Regions from separate parts of the Mus musculus genome. Here region 1 is linked to region 2. A link is a contact called in public HiChIP or PLAC-seq data. All regions are on one chromosome and are shown on one strand. The core of a region is the stretch at or near the end of the contact, and the rest is flanking DNA. Distances in the headings are between cores, read along the strand shown.

Evidence for each region. HiChIP or PLAC-seq counts read pairs in DNA pulled down with a chosen protein or histone mark.
Region 1: a contact with region 2 is called in an H3K4me3 HiChIP or PLAC-seq map of bone marrow-derived macrophages, with 3 times the contacts expected there. The contact joins two enhancer-like sites. A contact is called at or near these places in 1 of 15 datasets of contacts at CTCF or cohesin (CD8 T cells) and 2 of 115 datasets of contacts at active chromatin or transcription factors (CD8 T cells and bone marrow-derived macrophages).

Annotation. Positions count from the first base shown.
Region 1 is chr16:24,784,554-24,787,253 of GRCm38.p6, forward strand. All of the region lies in intron 8 of Lpp (LIM domain containing preferred translocation partner in lipoma), which reads left to right. Among named protein-coding and RNA genes, the nearest start is that of Mir28a, 42 kb to the right of the region's middle. Within about 2 kb of position 1,333, at least 4 of the 459 cell types and tissues checked have an H3K27ac peak or open chromatin away from gene starts, as enhancers often do. A contact at or near this core is called in bone marrow-derived macrophages, where this site is marked.
Region 2 is chr16:24,619,178-24,621,877 of GRCm38.p6, forward strand. The region is part of intron 5 of Lpp (LIM domain containing preferred translocation partner in lipoma); the gene reads left to right. Among named protein-coding and RNA genes, the nearest start is that of Mir28a, 210 kb to the right of the region's middle. Within about 2 kb of position 1,299, at least 72 of the 459 cell types and tissues checked have an H3K27ac peak or open chromatin away from gene starts, as enhancers often do. A contact at or near this core is called in bone marrow-derived macrophages, where this site is marked.

The DNA.
Region 1 (2,700 bases), core at 83-2,582, 170 kb after region 2:
AGTCTTGTCCCACTAGCGGATCATCTAGGAAAGCTGTGCTATGTGGCATGCGTATGTTGTAAAAGCCTGAAAAGGAATTCCCCAGATACTTTCATTAGAAAAGTAGTCAGTTGTGAATTCCTCCAAAAGAAACCAGATTCCTTAAATACATTTTTTGGTACAGTATTAAAAGCCTAGGAGTTTATAATTAAAGCTTCAACTCTTTATTTATTTCCATAGCTTGGGATTCTAAGCATATTGCAGAACATATCTGAACTATTGCTCCAAACCACTCAAAATTTGTACCAAATTAAGTGCTTATTCATGCACTGGGCTCTGTGTTTACACACACACACACACACACACACACACACACACACACACACAGAGAGAGAGAGAGAGAGAGAGAGAGAGAGAAGAGAAGAGAAGAGAAGAGAAGAGAAGAGAAGAGAAGAAGAGAAGAGAAGAGGAGAGAGAGAAAAACGCAAACAGAAAATAGTGCCAAGGCAGAGAGAGTGTTTAATATTTATAGTAAGATAGGATACTCTTACTAGGTATATATAGAGGAAAAGTTCCAATTTGATTTTTGAGCAAATGGAAGCCAGGAGAGGAGAATAAAAATTCACCTTCATGGTTGGCAAGAATGAAAGGTGTAGGTACCAGAAAAGGCTCTGGTCAAAGAGGACTATGGAAAATTGATTAACAAATCCCACCTTGCAGAAGACAATGTGTTACAAGACTCACATGTTCTATAGAGATTTGGAGAGGGTGGGCCTCTGAACACAGAAATGACTTACGCTGGGAATTAACATTCTTCTAGGTTTGGTGGAACCACTGAACTTAGTGGCTTCTCGGTGTAACAAAGCATTCTCAACTCTGCTAGCATATACCTTAACAAAAGTTCAGTCATCTCCCCGGGAGTATTTTATATTTTATTCCAAGTTGATACTTCTTAAATGTTTCTAAAATAGAATTTGTGGTTGAGCATTGCAAAATGCTATATATGTATAATGTGGAATAAAAAATTTTCAGAGTTTTGTTATGAGAAAGGAATCATAAAGGAAACTTTCTATGCTCAGTGAAAATAGTAAGCTATTGAGCACATTTATAACTCAGTAAGTGATAGTTCTCTTGAACCTTATGCTCAGTGGAAGTAGCCATTACTAGGTAACTATTAGTTTATGGGATTTAAAATTACCATGGAAACAAGGCCTGTGGGCTTCTCTGTGAGGAACTTTCTAGATAAGGTAAATGGAGGCTGAAAGACCCATCCTAATTGTGGGCAGCAGTATTGCAATAGGCTGGTCCTGGATTGAGCAAGAAGGAGCAGGCAGCACAAACATGCTCAGTTCCTGATTTAGAATAAAATGTGACCAACTGTCTGTAGCTCTAGCTGTCAGGACTGCCCACCAAGATGGACTGTACCCTCAAACTGTACCAAAAGAAGCCCTTCTCCCTTGAGTAGCTTTTGTCAGGATACCTTACTACAGCGTTAGGAAGTGGTAAATACAGAACAGGAACAGAGAAAGGTCAAAAACATTTCAGTTAGACAGTACTGGGTTCAAAATATGACTGTGCTTTCTATTAACTATGTACCTCTGAGTTGACCAACTCTCTTAATTTCAGCTTTCATATTTGCAAAAGGATAGAGTGGCACCTTCAGAATGGAATATAGTAAAGAATAAACAATAAATATATTTACACACAAAATCCACTACTGGCAAGTAGTGTAGCATGTGCAGTGGTTCCTTTAATGCTCCGAACATCATCCTAAAACTCGTGGTGTGATACCCAGTGTCTTCCAAAGCAAACCACTCCAGCCTTAGACGTTTAGGTTTAGAACTTCCCCCTAAAGCACAGTGGAATAGTAAAGAAAAAAAAAAAAAAGAAAGAAAGAAAGAAAGGAAAAGAAAAGAAAAGAAAAGAAGATACCATTTTCTGTATGACTTTCTTTAGAAATATTTCAGAAGAAATTTTCAAATCCTTGCAGTCTTTGCCTCACTTACATGGCCATTCCACAGCATCATCTATTTTCCATTGACAGTTCTGAGAGCCATATGTACTCAATGGCTCTCCCCTTGACTTGTGGCTTTACCAGTTCAGCAAGTTGAAGTTTACTAGGAGCCAAGTCCCAATAGGATCTGAGCCTTAGAAGCACAGTGACATCTTTGCTAACTTGCACTGTGCGTGCTGTGCTTTGAAATGGAAAGCTTATTGCCCTTCCTTGCTTGTCCATGAGAAAATATTTGTAGAACACCCCATTTAGAAGAAAAATGGTTTATACATTCTCTTCCTGATAGGATTAGGAGTCTGATCTTGCCCTGTCAGTTCTTGGCCCCACCTGCCAAGGAGAAGAAGGAGAAGGGGAGGGGCCTTGGAGGAAGAATTGTGGGAGGGGGTGACAGGAGGGGTAGCTGAGCAAGATGTAAAGTAAATAAGTAAAAATACTAAATTAAAAGTAAATAAAAGAAAGAAGAGATTAAAAATGACTTGCAAAGAATACTTAAAATAATTTATATTGGATTAATGAATGTAAACTCAAGTAAATTTGTAGGAAAATGTTTTATGACATTTTGGCTGTGATGAAATTAAAGTTAAGGTAGCCTACGATACCTTCTGAGTTTTACATTATATGCAGGGCCCACTTTAATCCAGAACAATTTCTTTCTTGATATCAGGTTTGTTGCCCAAAGTAAGTAGTATGGGTAGGATATGGTACTG
Region 2 (2,700 bases), core at 49-2,548:
ATCAGGCCAGAGAGGAATTCTTACCTCCACTGCACAGGTAGCCAGCCTGAGGTTTGCTTTAAGGCATTGGTGCCTATCCGTGATCGTAGGAAGTAGTCAAGGGGAGACCCACGCACAGCTCTTAAGACTCCAAACGAGCATCTTAAGCACTAACATGATTTTTGTTGCCTAGCACATAAGTAGTACCTGTACATTTTAATTTATTCCTCTTACATGGGAATTTAAAATGCCATATTTTTTTCTGCTTCCATTATTGTAGTTTTGAGTGATGATTCATCAGCGCAATGGCCTATTTAAGTGAACCACAATAGCTTGGGTAGAAAGAAAAAAAAAAAAAAAGATTCAACATACTCAGGAATGGAAAGCAGCCATCTTTTTATAGCTAAAATTGCAAACATCTGGCAATTACCCTCTTCTACCTCCCCTCCAAAGCGAAGAATTGTCCCTTCAACCGGAGCCTGCTGCTGTGTTTAATCAAGACAGCTATGCAAGCCTTAAGGAGCAATAGGTTTTGATTCAAGGAGGCCATTGCCTCACCCACTTGGACAGAGAAGCTTTGGAAAACACACCGCGTAATGTTCCCCATATGCTACTGTGTTACATAATGATACTAGTGGTGGCATGGCAGTTAATAACTATAGAAAGCCAGCCCGGCTACTCAGTCCAACTTTCTTGTGTGGCTCTCTAAGCAGTTGTCATATTTGAAATGTTTACTGGTCAGGTCAAGTTCGCCTCTCTGTATCTTCTTAAACCTTTTGTGTCCTGGGTCAAAGAGTCTACTAAATCAACCCAGCTAATAGTTTCTGACTTGATTGTTTTATAAAGCGGTCTAGGGATGTTGAAGGAATAAATCCATGTCCTTTGAACACTTGGCCTTGCCCTTTCAGTGAAACATCTTACTCTCCTACCCCACCCTCATCTCTTCCTCTGATCATTTTTTATGAAACTACTTCTTCCTTGACTGGCAAAAGCCGTCTCTGTGGGCAAGGGAAGTGAGAGAGGCTGGTGGTTTGCAATAGATGCTGAGAATGGTGACTTCCTCATCTTTCTTTTTCTCAGGGCTGACCCGTATGTTCACTGTGGCCCTGGCAATGCCTTTCTTTTCTGTTCCCATGTATCTTTCCTGTCCTCTGGGTCTCTGAAGGCTAGAGGTGAACTTCACCTTTCACATCTTGGGCTGTTCCCATTCGTCAAAGGGGATCATGGGAAAGATTTTTACTTATCACTGGACAAGGTATAGTAGGAACAGAAATCAAGGTTCAGTGTCCTGGTGGTTCTCAAAAACAGTCTCACATACTAAAAATAGGCCATTCTCTTGTCCTAGTATTATGCTGCCTTTAGTCATAGACTTACTGTGAGGCCTTTGAGAGCTTTATTCCCTTGCTATATGTTATTTCACCTTGGTACCACTGCATTGAATGATTGGAACTAGAGCTTTCTCCCTGGCTTTACTAGGCCATCCATTCCCAAAGTCTGAGTGAAATCTGTTAACACCTCATCAAACTAAGTCTGATTTGGGAAGAGTGAATGGGCAAAGTTTCTAGCTTAAAAAATGAAGGTAGGGATGGGAACTTTAAATAACCTAAAGTGCACAGGTTATTCAACACAGTTACTCCATGTAAAGTCAGATAAAATGATGGTGTCTGTAACATCAAAAAGAATGTGCTCACTTCTGTCAGTCCTTGCCCATTTATATGGTGATCACCTTGTTCTAGGTATGCATCTTCAACTTGAAATACTTTATTATCACCAGTATTGTCACCATGACATGTTTCCTTCATACTACATTTATTCAATGATCCATCCCACATTTCACTTTTACCAACAGAGTTACAGTCTATAAACTCATTTAAAAATATTTATTTAGTTACTTTACATCCCAGTCTCCCAGCCCCTTGACTCCTTCCAGTACCCCTGCTTACATGAGGCAATGAACTTGGACTCTTTTGGGCTTCCCTAGACTAAAGGTTCAAGCAAGCGCTCACAGGGCTGCTTGTTAAGTTTTAGGTTGTTCAACCTTTGACCTAGGTTATCTTGTTTGCCAGTTCAGATATCTCTTAGTACTTTGATATTTCCTTTTTCTTTTTATGAAAATAGGATAATTATGTCTCTCCTCTGTCTGTATCAGTCACTTGTAATGTTCCTATCATAGTTACACAGCATCGGGACTTGTGTATAGAGGACCAAATCCACAGGCTGGCTGGAAAAGTGATCATGTCTTTGGAAGCTTGCATGATCTCAGTACAGAGGCAGCAGTAGCTGTTGCTCTCTGACCCTTTGCTGCTTTGGTCTTTGGTGTGTGTTTGGAGCATTTCCCATCCATAAACACCTGGAGTAGACGCATGATGAGGACTCCTTCCTAAAATGTAGGAAAGTCTCTGAAGCAACCTATGGGAACAGACACATAACTCAAAGCCTGATGTTTAAGCACAAGTTTGATCAAGTAAAGATGCTTTTACAGTGTGCTTGACAATGTTGGTCTTCTCTCTTAGCATGCCCTGGATTCAGATTTTTGATATAGATTTTTATGTGTTCCATCCATTGCATAATTTGAAACACACACACACACACACACACACACACACACACACACACACCAGGTCTCTTAGCTTCTTAATAATTTTATTATTTCATAGATCTGCAGACATAATTCCATTAAATAGAGGACTCTTCTGAGAAATCTTTTGCTAATGGTAAATT